Linked DNA regions of Danio rerio: all the other regions are linked to region 2. Evidence: chromatin contacts called from public HiCAR-type and Micro-C data. All regions are on one chromosome and are shown on one strand. Each heading gives the region's core, a stretch centred on a gene start, on an enhancer-like site or on the middle of the called end of the contact. The rest is flanking DNA. Distances are from core to core; before and after follow the strand shown.

Evidence for each region. A called contact is a pair of places that touch in the nucleus more often than the background predicts. HiCAR-type assays count read pairs that join an accessible place to other places.
Region 1: a contact with region 2 is called in a HiCAR-type map of caudal fin, with 12 times the contacts expected there. The contact joins the enhancer-like site here to the promoter of dusp13a in region 2. A contact is called at or near these places in 10 of 18 Hi-C or Micro-C datasets (caudal fin, embryo, fibroblasts and 3 more) and 2 of 4 datasets of contacts at active chromatin or transcription factors (caudal fin and embryo).
Region 3: a Micro-C map of caudal fin shows a contact between it and region 2, with 8 times the contacts expected there. The contact joins the promoter of vcla here to the promoter of dusp13a in region 2. A contact is called at or near these places in 2 of 18 Hi-C or Micro-C datasets (caudal fin and an unstated tissue).

Annotation. Positions count from the first base shown.
Region 1 is chr13:28,395,065-28,399,689 of GRCz12tu, forward strand. The region is part of intron 3 of adka (adenosine kinase a); the gene reads right to left. Among named protein-coding and RNA genes, the nearest start is that of adka, 20 kb to the right of the region's middle. Within about 2 kb of position 1,422, at least 17 of the 62 cell types and tissues checked have an H3K27ac peak or open chromatin away from gene starts, as enhancers often do. A contact at or near this core is called in caudal fin and skeletal muscle, where this site is marked.
Region 2 is chr13:28,056,513-28,061,112 of GRCz12tu, forward strand. It overlaps dusp13a (dual specificity phosphatase 13a), which reads left to right and starts at 2,510. Exons shown (of 4, transcript NM_001110395.1): 1 at 2,510-2,554. The coding sequence starts at 2,553.
Region 3 is chr13:28,498,739-28,503,372 of GRCz12tu, forward strand. vcla (vinculin a) reads right to left here and starts at 3,343. Exons shown (of 22, transcript NM_001128681.1): 1 at 3,088-3,343. The coding sequence starts at 3,255.

The sequences.
Region 1 (4,625 bases), core at 172-2,671, 340 kb after region 2:
AGGACTAGGGGGCAATAGAGTGCACATAATCATTCGACTCTGTTGGTAATGAGGTGCTAGGGAGACAGTAAGCACAGAGCAGCAGGTCTGAGGTCAGTTTTATAGAGTGATTCGAGATGATTAAAGTCAAAGCCGGGGTTTGTGGCCGTTCGGAAACCCCGACAGCTCCGCGTACCGAACCAAACACTTAACCAGGAGTGAAGAGGGAAAGGCATCTGAAGGCTGTCGTAAACATGGCAGGCATGAATGCTTGTAAGGAGAGCGTGGAGCGGGACCAGCCCACCGCCATCAGGCCAGCATTTAGTGCAGCAGGAAAACAGACGGCCTGGCTGGGCTCCACGGCGGCCCGCAGCTTAGCAATTAGAGACCGTCCAGCTCTGACTGCAGAACAAACAGACCTTAAAAAAGAGAGACTACCTGATTCCCTGTAACACTTGGCTACAACCCGTCTAATGCATCTCAGCAGAAAAAAAAAAGATCTATGTTCCCACCTGAGAGGGTAAAGACCAATGGAAAATCCCATAGTGGCCATAAAAGCCAATGTTGCGTTTCTGAGCTGGGCCGCGGTGTACAGTCTTGAGTTTTCCTGGCAGTCAGCTTACTGCCGCCGTAATTCACAGCACATAAATCTAAGCAGTCATAACGTACAACAGAGCCTCAGTGATGATGATGAAGATTGAGACGAAGGAGTACAAGCAAGATCCTCTCTCTCTCTCTCTCTCCATCCTCAAGAGCATCCTCAAGTGGATGCAGGGCAGAGCGTTAAGAGGTTACCGCTCGGACATCCAGCCATTAGGGGAAATCACTTAGCTGCGAAGGGATGGCTGATGGGAAACGAATCAGGCAGGAGCCAGAGTGGGAGTCGGAGCCATCAGGGACCATTGATCCTGAGATTCTGGACCTGTAGACAAACCCCCCTGCCTACTCGTCTTTAAGGTCAGGGTAAGGTCACCATCTTGACCCCTGGAACTGGATCTTGAGGTGTGGCGCTTTATACGTGCTTCTAGCCAAGGTTGGACGAGCACTGGTGCATGTCTGCCAATGGGAAGGCAAAGTTCGGACGGCTCACACAAGGATAACTTAACAGGAACATACAGTACAAGTTCGTGGTTCGTTTAGGTGTATTTATTTCCCCCCCGGAAGTGTCAAGAATGCAGTGCTGATGATTAATTGTAGCCGTCTCCTCCAACTCCAAGAGCTAAGCATCCCTGCCAATCTATTTTTCCCCTTTCTTTAATGTTGACAAAGCTTTTTGCCCCAAAACACTGCTGAGTAAATGTTCATACTGCAAGCGTGCGCGATTTGCAAACGGTTTGTCCCTCTCAAATATACTATTTTTCCACCCCCTATCCTCAGTGCACCTGCAATTTAGCTTTCGGTGCGCAACAGCTCTTTTTTCCTGCCCGCTCTCGAATAAAGAACAGCACACTCATCAAAAGCGGCTCCATCTGAGACACAGGAAACCGTCAGACTCAGCTCTCTCAGGGGGGAGGCTGATCGCCCGCGGCTGCACACCGTTAGGACAATCCACAAAACAAAAGGACGCAGATCACAGTCGGCGTGTTCAGCGTTTGTCTTGCTTATTCATGAACTCAAATCTCAATAACTGTTTCAGCATATACAAATGACTCCATTCAAGAATTTGAAAACAAATAACTTCAGTCAAGCTTGGCCTTTCAGCCTGGGAAGCAGCTCAATTGTCCGTCCCCTGCTAAACAAAACTAATCTGAAATCGGATAAGGTTTCCTGTTGTGCACTGGCAAAAGCCTCCCTGCGGCATGATGCTGTCTTAAGCTATTAAAATGCCTGAGCGTATGGCTCCACCTGCTGGCTGACGTAGCTACTGCATCTGCTGAGACGATGCCATTATAAACACCCAGAAGTGTTACAAGACCAGAGGCAGCTGTACATTACGATAATAGATTCTGGCACACAACGCACCTCTTAAAACAGATATGACTTTTATTTAAATCACATAGCAACACTGAGGAGTTATAAAGGTATTTTTGAGCACAGATGTTTGTGACTTTACAGGTAAAGCAAAAAAAAAAAAAGTTAAGAAATTAAATGTCTTTAAAAAGGAATATAGAAAATAAATTAAACTATAAAGACAGTCTATGTTTGTCACAAGATGGCAGTGTTGTGCAAGTATGAGTTTAAACCCTTGGGTTTGTGCAGGGGTCAACTGTTTTTCTGGTTAACAGCTCTGTTAGCCTCTGCTGGTAGATTTGGAAACTACAATCTGTTTCTTGGAAAAGGTTTTTGAAAATGTCTATTATGGGCATTTAATATGTTGTGCATTTATTTATTTAAAGTCCATTAATGAAAGCTAAAGTTAGTGACACTTTAGAAAATACCTGAAACTGTTTCATAAATCAAGTGGCATCGGAAAACAACTAATGTTACAGAAATCAGAAGTCTAAGCAACATTTTTAATCGCTTTAAACAAGTTTTAGATGCAAAAGTGTAAAAAGTTAGTCACAAAGCAAAAGTGTGAAAGCTGGCCACAAAGCCCTGACACATTTTATTTTGAGACACTGACAATAACTTAGCATGTAGCATGTAACAAGTAACTAATGTATTATTAGCAGAGTATCAATTACATTGTTAGGAAAATGGGGGGTGGGGGGGGGGGGGGCAGAATAAGCTGACAAGTATTTGCTAATTAACATAGTCAATTAATGAATGTTGGATAAGCATTAGGAATGGGCTTTAATGAGCTTAAAATGATATCAAGGTATAATTTTCACAAGGATTTATATGTATCCACTGAGAGACAAAAAAGGCAAGTATCTTTAAAGAACACTTTCAGTTTTTTTTTTTTTTACACACTTCACGCTTTGCTTTCACTGCTTGAGGATAAGAATGATGGAAACAAATAAATGGATCAAACATGGAGAATAAACAAATACTTGTGGTAATATCTGGATTATTCGTGTTATCCTGGGTATTCTATAAGCATTAAAGTATATAGTGCAATGCTAATTGACCTAGCCTTTATTACATAAAATTCACAGCATGATTTAATTTCTTTTTATTCTGTGATATTAACGTTTATTTAACTTTTTATCAATTAACAGGCTAATTGTAGCTTTTATTGTTATTACAATAAGACAATTCTTTTTTTTTATTGTGGAGTTAATTTATACAACAAACAATAATATATCGGCGATCCCTAAAAAGCTCAATAAAGCGTTTGCATATATTAGGCAGACATCTTAAGACTATTCGACCCAGTCAACTTAGACAGCACTTAATGAACTTAAACTATGCTTTACATTTTTCTGATGAGTCCAGCGGTATTCAGGTACAGAAACTGAAAAATGAAATGTAAAATAACACTGCGTGGTCTGAGTTTACAGTATAAATGAAATACAACTAATCTTTAAGCAACAAACATAATCATTTCTTGCTCCTGAATAATTTAAAGCTCATTCAGAAGTTACAGTAAGAAGCCTTAAAACATGCAAATAATCAATTTTCACTCTATTACAGATACATTTTATAACTGATCCACAACTGACATGTTCTGAACTGTGGTGACTGACTGGCCAACTATAATCCCGACTCAACACCACATGTGATGCAACTATTGTAGAAGTTTACAGTGCAATGAAATGCTGTGGCCTTCCTTAGTAATGAATGCTTCTGCATGACCGTATTCTAGATCCTTTAACTCCACCAAAACATAATTACCACAACAACCTGTCAACAAACAGTATTTAGAGTTTAATGCAGAAAATATTTTGTTTTTATATTCACTTAGCTACAAACAACTATATTTTTTTACTAATCAAAATTATTACGAAAGTTACTTACAGTATATTCAACAGAATGTTTAAAGGGCAGCGTCAAAACAAAGTTCATTTTTTTGGATACCAGAATAATCATCAACTTCCTTTCACACAAAACCACCTGCAGATAAAACAGGGTCTTCTTTTACACTTCTGATATATTGTTTCATTAAACAAAACTAGACAGGTGGAAAATTCAGTAAATGTACACTGTAAAAATGGCCTTAATTTCAGCTGTAAAAAAACTGCAAAAATGTTAACAGTAAAAATCTGTATCCTCATTATTTATTATGTTTCCCTAATATATGTATATATATTAGTCGAATAATAAGAAATCAGTATATGAAATTTGCATACTGTGAGACAATCAGAACAGAACACAAAGCAGATTGTTGTGTGACTCACAGGGCACGCCTGCATCATTTGCATGTACCATACCCGTCAACCCTCCCCCCTTTCCCAAGATTCTCCCATATTTTACAATTCTATCCCACTATCATCCTGTAAATGTATTTTCCTGTATTTCCATTTTTATGAAGGGTGGCAATAAATATCAAATAGCCAATACTCACTATACGCAAGCCATACCACTGAACCACCAGGTGATTCCCCTTGCCCTTAAATGTGAATCTGGTCTGTGCTTTAATTTATTTAGGCATGAAAACACATTGAAATAAATGTAAAAATGTCAGGATTACCTTCCTTTCCATTACAGGGGCCGTTGCCCCTCCTATGTAAACCTCCAAATAAACCTCCACCCATTAAGCTAAACATCTAACTAGGCATATCTTAGTCGTCTACCATGTTTGTTAAAATTCATAGTTTTATTTT
Region 2 (4,600 bases), core at 1,260-3,759:
CATTGTGTCAGTGTTTTCTCAGGGAAGACTGTCAAGACTAAGATATCGTGGATAAAAAGAACAAACTAACATCAGCTGACAGACACATATCATGGCCTAAACAATATGCTTTAAAGAAATATATCCACACGTGCTGGTAAGAGAAAATAAGTTAGCAAACCTGATTTATGTAAAAATCTGTGTTAAGTTTGATTCATTAACATATATCAGCTCAAACTATTGCTATAAATCAGTTTTACTAAGTGAACTATTCATCAACTATTTTAAATAAAAGTTAAAATTTTACCTATGGTAAATATTTCTAATGATTGTGCATTTATACACTCACTGGCCACTTTATTAGGTACACTGACTAGTACCAGGTAGGACCCGCTTTTGCCTTCAGAACTGACTTAATCCTTCTCGGCATAGGTTTCACAAGGTATTGGAAATATTCCTCAGAGATTTTGGTCCATATTGACATGATAGCATCACGCAGTTGTTGCAGATTTTTTGGCTGCACATCCATGATGTGAATCTTCTGTTCCTTCACATCCCAAAGGCGCTCTACTGGATTGAGATCTGGTGATGGTGGAGGCCATTTGAGTTCAAGAAAACTGTCTGAGATGATTCACACTGTATGACATGGTGCATTATCCTGCTGGAAGTAGCCATCAGAAGATGGGTCCACAGTGATCATAAAGAGATGGACTTAGTCAGCAACAATACTCAGGTAGGCTGTGGTGTTGACACAATGCTCAGTTAGTAATGGGCCAAAAGTGTGCTATGAAAATATCCCCCACATAATTACACCAGACTCATCAGACCAGACAACTTTTTTCCAATCTTCTATTATATAATTATGGTGAGCCTGTATGAATTGTAGCCTCAGTTTTCTGTTCTTAGCTGACAGGAATGGCACCTGGTGTGGTCTTCTGCTCCTGTTGCCCATCTGCCTCATGGTTAGACATGTTGTTTTTCATACCATTTTCTGTAAACCCTAAAGATCCCAGTAGTCCCAGTCGATCACAGTAGATCAGCAGTTTCTGAAATACTCAGACCAGCCGTCTGGCACCAACAACCATGCCACATTCAAAGTGATTTAAATCACTTTTCTTCCCCATTCTGATGCTTGGTTTGAACTGCAGCAGATCGCCTCGACCATGTCTACATGCCTAAATACATTGAGTTTCTGCCAAGTGATTGGCTAATTAGACATTTGTGTTGAGCAGTTGGACAGGTGTACCTAACAAAGTGGCCGGTGAGTGTGTGGTGGATAAAAAATAATTTAAAAGTATCATATTTTGGCTACTTAAGTGCAAAGCAAGCCTGGAGTAACAGTAGGTATCGTAATAATCACTGTTTTTGTAACAGAATAAAAATCTATGGTTACTTTACATTTTTAATGCATTATTTCTGAATAAAAGTAGGCTATTTAAAATCTTAGGTTTAAATGGTAGAATATGTTACGGCATGACTATTTACTCCATGAAATCTCCATGACTTTTAAAACCACAAAAGAAAAGCAGGCCGAATGATTCATGGATTGGATCAAACACTGCAATTTCAAATTGGCAACTCTGGACCACTTAATACAAATTACATACACTGAATTTCCAACTACAGATTAAAGAAAGCCAAGCTTAGTCACTGTGCACTGCAGTATCTTTTTTCCTTCACCGAGACAAGAAAAGAAAGACAGAAACAAAACAAAAAATCCTCAAAACATACTTGCTGTTTTGTGCTTCTCTCGTATACAGTATGAGGTTTTAATAACACTAAGTAATAAGCATTTCTTGAGAAGGAACAGGTGTATGCGGCTTTCACACCCAAGCCATTAATTCCTTTTTATTAGCTTCATAAAACCGTAATTACTACGGAGCTCAAAGCTTATTTTACCGGCATGGAAAGAACAACTCTTAGTTAAGTCTTTCCCTGTTTTACACATAGAGCCTAATTTACTGAAGCTTTGAGCACTAGCTAAACAGTTTCAGCTGGAGTGCAAAGAAGACAGCCTATCTTGGAGAAGAGCATCAGACACGCTCCAATTGCCCAACGTGTCACTGCACTTGCATGTGCAAAGATCTCACCATTTATCAAAGACTGGCCCTCCAGGCGAATGAAAGGAACATCTGGATTTCAAGAGTGTTTAACCTAGCAGCTGGCGAGACCTCGTGAGATGATATGTACTGTATTTCCCTGTACAGTGACTCATGATAAAGATGTATGTGTGCAATGAAAGCCGCTGATGACCCACCTTTACCTTCGTCTGCACTGCGAGACTGATTTACAATATCGGGAGTCTAGCCAAGATACACACAATATGCGCAGAACATGCTCGGAAGATCATTGTCGAGGGAAAGACAGTCTTCTGAAAGCAAACCTGACTGACTGCCCACTAAAACCTGGAAGAGCTCTTTGTATCCAGGGAAGTTTATAATTATACACCATTTAAAAAAAGCAACAGCCTCCAGAGACATATCTGTGGACTGGCTGTCGACAACGTCCCTGACCAAGGAGAGAAGAGCAGGCAATCTGAGAACGAGAGGAAGAAAAGGGCCACCGGCTGCAAAATGTAAGTTCACAAAAGGAGGCGAGATTTTTTTTTCTTAAAGGCTTTTAGAAAGTAACATTGGGGTGTTTTTGGAGAGCTGGCTAACCTAATCGCTCATGGCTCTGGCATGGTGCGCTTTCTTTCCCACACCTGAGTTGTAAACACATTCGCCACAACAGTCAAGGAATCCTAAGTGGAATGATATTCCATAAAAAGCCCTCGGTATTCATTTTAATGATGTTAAGAGCTGAAGTGGAGTGTCAGTGCGCTCTCTGCCTCTTAGCAACAAAAAGATTTCACCAGCAATGGTCTCAGGTGGGCTCAGCTAGTTTGATGGGCTGTTGCAAATAAAGAGGAATGGAGAATGCATCTAAACTGCATGTCAGGCCTATTTAGAGTGAGCGGATTTTCTTTCCCAGCGTGTTATACGGGATGGATAGCAACAACACCACCCACTACACACATTAAATCTTTTGTGGCCATCTATCATAAATAATCATCTTCATGACAGATTTATTCAAACACGGTAAACACTGTTCAATAAATGAGACATCAACAACAACTAGTCGAGTAAAATAAATGAATATGTACACAGCATGTATTTTGTTCAGTAGCAGTTCACAATAAGTCTACTGAAAACTACTGAATCTACTGAACTGTTGCAAACAATTTATTTGTTTTGAATTTAAACAAACAAAAATAAGTTTATTAATGGTCAACTTAATTTGTTTGTTTAAATTCAGCACAAATTAATTGTTTACAACCACTAAACGTAAAAAAAGAAAATTGAGTAAATCCAAAGAATCATCTCTGGATGATTTTTTTCAGTGTACATGAATAATAATTGACTTTAAATAAAATTACTCTAATTTGAACTAATAATGGGGTGGCATGGTGGCTCAGTGTCACTTCACAGCAAGAAGGTTGCTGGTTTGAGCCCTGGCTGGGTCAGTTGGCATTTCTGTGTAGTTTACATGTTCTCTCCGTGTTTACCGGAGTTTCCTCCGGGTTTCCTCTGTGTGGTCCGGTTTTACCCCACAGTCAAAAGACATGGGCTATTGGTGAATTATATAAACTAAATTGGCCGTAGTGTGTGTGTGTTGGCATATGTGGTTTATGGAACCAATTTTCAGGTTTACCCACCAGCATTATGAGACCAATCAGTTTATGAGACCCTTTTTGGTGGTCTCATAAACTGAAATTTAAGTTGATATAAAAAAATGGTTACAGCTGGAAGAGCATCCACTGTGTAAAACATATGCTGGATAAGTTGGTAATTCATTCCGCTGTGGCAACCCTTGATATGCCTAAAGGAAAATTAATAAACTAATGATAAAGTATGGCATGTACTGATAAATAGCAAACCTTAAAGGGTCATGAAACCCCCCTCTTTCAATTCAAGTCTACCTCAGAATTAAAAAAAAAATGCTCAGAGATGGAGCACTGCGAGCAGAGGGAGGAGTGGGCGTGTTCGGCAGAGCAGGGGAAAAAGAGTAACGAACGACTGAGACACAAACCGTGAGGAGACCATGATTTTATAGTTTAAACAGTTAAAATGCAAAGAAATAAACAGTAAGTAATTTAATGCTCTGCCACATTTGTTTTTGTAATTTCATATACACATAATCACAATTAGTTATATCATTATAAACACAATCGTGTTTATATGAACACTATAAATGAGGAGGACTTCTCTCCTCCTGAATCCTAGGGTATATATGCAGACACAGTGGAGCAGTACAGCAGTTCTCTTGCCCTGTCGAATCCAACCATTAGCCCTGGCGGTAATCTGGAGGATTTTAAACATATGAGGAACACAGCAGCACAGATATAGGCGATGTGTCTGAATGATAACAAACTCAACTGATAAAGACAAAGTCTGCCATTCTCCAATTCTCGTACAGCTCTCCTGACTAAAATGCGTGCTGCAATCCAACAGCTTTGCTGTATCGAAACATGCAACAAAACCCTTTGGATCATGGAAAAAAACATATACGACCCGGGCTGTGCATTGACGCGGTCTTCCCAGTCATTTGTGCTTGGCAGGTCTGCCTTGCCTTCGGAAAG
Region 3 (4,634 bases), core at 2,093-4,592, 440 kb after region 2:
TATATAATTCAGCTGTTGTGATGCAAGTGCATCAATTGCTCACGCACTATACATCATTTACCTCCTCAAGTTTTGTGGCAGCTGTAGGCTATGTATATATGGGAGTGCACGTGCATCTACCTCTGCTTGTAAACTCATAAACAAACACCTGCGATTGGTTCATGAGGTCGGCCAGATTCCCGAGTACTGATTGATTCATGAAAAGTGATTATCGGTCGAAACCCATCTTCGGCTGATCAATCAGAGCATCCCATTCACATGGGGCGTCAGCGTCAATGCTTCCCATTCACTTTGAATGAGTGACGTCAGGCGTTGCCGAACTGCATTGTGGATCTGTCGGTGCCACTTCAGTGGCATTGCTCGCTGCAGAAGTTGGGACTTTTCAATCGCTGACAGAAGCGTCAGCTAATCAGATGGCTGTATGCAAATACACCAGCTCAGACAGTAACCTATTGCTGACTAATTTCATTGGCAGACGCTGCTATGACAATCGCGTCAGCCCCAACTTCAGACACGCCCTTTGTCAAGCTTTGATGCTGAAGCCCCGTGTGAATGCACCATTATAATTACAATTTATAGTGGCGAAAATTCACTTTTAGGATAGTTTTTAATGCAAACAAAGTTGACCAAACTACTGAATAAACATGATATTTATGAGACATGTTGTGTGAAAGCAGACCAAAACCAGTTGTACCAATACACACAGATTACAATCATAGCTGTCATTCATATGCATTCACTTGAACTCCCACTCACTCTTCAGCAGTATAAGATAAGGATAAGTAAACATAAGAGAAAAGGGTCTCGGTGAAATAAGAGATGAAAATGGATGCATGCTAATACCAGGTGGAAACATGGTTGATATAGCACATTTACAAACACACATGAACGGTATGCCAATGGCGCTCTTCCAATGCAATGTGTCAGACTTGGCCAGGGAAACAGACAGACATACAGACAGACATGGAGACTCCCCCTCATGCCAGACCCCTGCTGTGTACTCAGTTAAGAACCATGAAAGCATTCAGAAATATAAATGAACTCAAAAGGTCCAGATCTAACTGTCCATTCCTCACTGGCTTCAATACAGTTTTTCCACGCCTAAAATGAATTTAAGTTAACAAGACCAAATATGGTTCTGGGTTGTATCTATGCCTTGGCCTTATACTCCACACTTGAACTAGGGACTGTGAGAGTCATTTATATGTGTTATCTTCTCCATTTTTATTTGTGTTATCTTCTCATTTTACTCTTATTAGCCGATTAATTCATTTCTACACAACCCCAAAGCTACCAAGAGAATGTTGACAATCTAAACATAGATCAGTCTCCAAGATACAGAACGTTCCTTAGATTGAGAACAGATATAAAGCCTTGATTTCGAGGCTTGGCTGATGTGCTGGACACTTCAGCAGTAACAGGTGCCATTGATGAGGGGTGCGAAACGGGCGCTCAATGGGGGGCTCAAGGGTGTGTCTTCATCGAAGACGCTGACACCCTAGACTTCCTCAAACCAGCAGGGAGTCACTTACTCTGGGTATGAAACACCCTCATCCCGTCATGAGCTGTGAGACAGAGTTACTTCTCGGGCTAGAAGGCCTATTTATTCCCAGCACAAAATGCTCACTCTCTATTTGTGACTTCCTCACGTACATAAGAAGGATTCTACTCACGTTACTTGACTTAATGGCAGTTGGGAGTAAATAAACCTTGTTAAAGACAAATAAGAACACATAGGCTAATACTTAATGGACAAATACATGGAAACAACTTTTGAGTTTTCAGTTTTAACAAAATGATGATCTGCAGTGGTGAAATGCATTCTGCTCTCTTAACTTGTAATGTTTAATGCCTTCATCCATCTGAAAAATACTTTTCTGAGTACTATTTTATTCTGCTTTTGAATTGTAAATAACTTAAAGTAATAATCTTAGATATTCTATTCTGCGCTGCTCTGTAAGATTTTGCGTTTCAACAGCATCATGCATTTAAATTAACTGGTTCAATTAGGCTTCAGAAACTCACTTATTGAGACCAGAGAGGAAAGAGAACATACCAGCAAGATTAGGTCTGGTTGCTGTGGGTACACTGGGAAAATAATGGTACAATACTCTTGAAGTTTCTGGGATTGATGATTCTGTTTCTGACGTTTCCTGGAAACAACACCAGAACTTAAAGTACTTTTCTAAACAGATGAACTCCTTGTTCACAGACGATTAAAGCCTGCACTTCATGTGTACCACTAAGTTCAATGATGCAAACATCATTGCTTCCTGCTGGTTCAAAGCTTCAAAATACTGTAATCACTCCAATATCAGATGCATTTAGAGAAAATTAGGCAACAGACAAGTTTACAGGTCATCTAACTATAAATAAAAAGGCTGTTTCCCTGTTTTTGGTTTCCTAAAGAGCCATTCAGTAAACAGTTATTGAAATAATCATTATACTTGGTGTAAAGGTCATTTTGATACGCTAAAGAACCTTTCTGCAAATCCTTAGTGCTGTCAACATTCATTTAATTCCAAAGTTGCTGCATTCAACCCTTTGTAACCCAACCAAAACATTTCTGTTTTCAATAAAATGCTTTAACACTTGTAGAGAAATGTTTTAAAAGAAAAATCTCCAAAACTGAAAACTCACGACACCTGCTCTAATCCTCATGTCTCCTCACTGAGCCTTCAAGAGCATCTGTTTACACCAAACCATCATCTCATTGATGGGGCTAATTGTCAAATCAGTATGTTTGTCATTTTCAATTCCAAAAGCAACACTCAGCAAAGGACCAGTCTAAAACAAAGTAGTATAATAAACAATAATAGTAATTTCCAGTAAAATACCAGGGCACAATTGTTACTAAAAAAAAGCATTTTAACAGTAAACTTAAATGACAGAAAGTTTTATACTAGCTATTAGCTATACAGTTGTACCAATAACCGTGGTACCAACGTGGTAGCATGAGGGCAGAAGCTATGGTTACCATGGTGTTTTATAAATGTAGACGTTTTATCAAAACTGAGTGTGCTCTGATAAAGACAGCAGAAGCAAAAGATGCTGTATGGATGACAGGACTCTCTCTCTTTCTCTCACCCGCACAAGGTTGCTGACAGCCGCTTGCACTGCCGCCACTGGGCTGGTGAGATCTGGGATCGCTTTCCCATCAACTTCTCCCTCCTCGTGCATGATAACCAAGTGTGAAATCTGCTGAGCCACCGGCTCCAGGATACTCTCTATCGTCTTGGTATGGAAAACTGGCATCCTGAAATCTTAATATCCTCAGCACAAGTGAGAAAAAGGCACGTGTTCGGCTCTGTCCTGCGCTTTCCCCGTGATTTCTTCCAAGGGCACCACGAACCAGACGTCTATTCCCGGGTTTGCTCCACTCATGCAAAGAGAGAAATCCCTGAACGCCTCCTCAGCGACTGACGCCTTCAGTGGAGAAACCAAAGCACGGCGCCCGGTGAGTGCGAACCACAGCACGGCTTAAAAGAGCCAGCGCTCGTCAACCAATCCGCGCAAAGGTTTCACGTCAAGCAGAGCATCTGATTGGTCCGCGCTGACGCTGTTTCCACTCTCCTCCGCCCCTCCCTACCTGTGATAAGAGCTTCCCTGGCTACGTCATGCAGTCGGTGGCCAAAAAGGGAAAGCGTCGGGCTGGAATGGCAAAGTGAGGATTCCGTGAATTATAATTGACTTAATGACAGGTAATTGTGTTACTGAAACAACAGACCATTTCTATATTTAGGCTGCAGCGTCTAATTCAGATCATCTGCTGCTGTTTTATTTTTCATGTGATCATTTCTGTGTGACAGTGAAATGTGTGGGTGGACAGTTCGTCTTAGTTTTGGATGAAGATGCTATTAAACAACACCCACTTACAAGAACCAGAAGTTAATGTGCCTCCTAAATGTCTCTCTAATAACCTAAAATCTTGATTATTTTTTGCACACATAACCCCTCTATATTGTAAATATACTATAGACCTTGCATATATATATATACTGTACACATCAAAGCGTAAACTACATTATGCTGAATGCATTTGATCACAAGTGTAATAAAATACCATACCACGAAATATATATCTTAGAATACTTTATTTTAAATGCATTTTGAAATTTATTTATTTCTCTTATGGCAAGATATAATTATAACATCCTGATTAAGTACTCAAAAAAATTGTCTTATTTCTTTTTATTAAAGTGTGTAAATTCTGTTGGTTTTATGGTTTCAGTTTTGTTAGTTTAGTTTAGTGACCATATAAAACTACATAATACATTGAAATTCAAATGAAGTTTACAAAGAAATACAAATAAGCATAAACAAGGCACTGTAGAAATTCATATTTTGAGGTTAACCGCTGGACACTTAAAGGGATAGTTCAAGCAAAACTGAAAATTTGTGTCATTATTTATTCACCCTTCATTTGTCACAAACCTTTTTGAGCTTAATTTTTTAACATTTTTTGCTGAACACAAACAAGATAAATATTTTTAATGCTGAAAAACATTCATTCATTCATTTTATTTTTGGCGTAGTCCCTTTATAAATCAGGGGTCGCCACAGAGGAATGAATTTGGATGGTGGGGGGAAACCAGAGCACCCAGAGGAAACCCACGCGAACACGGGGAGAACAA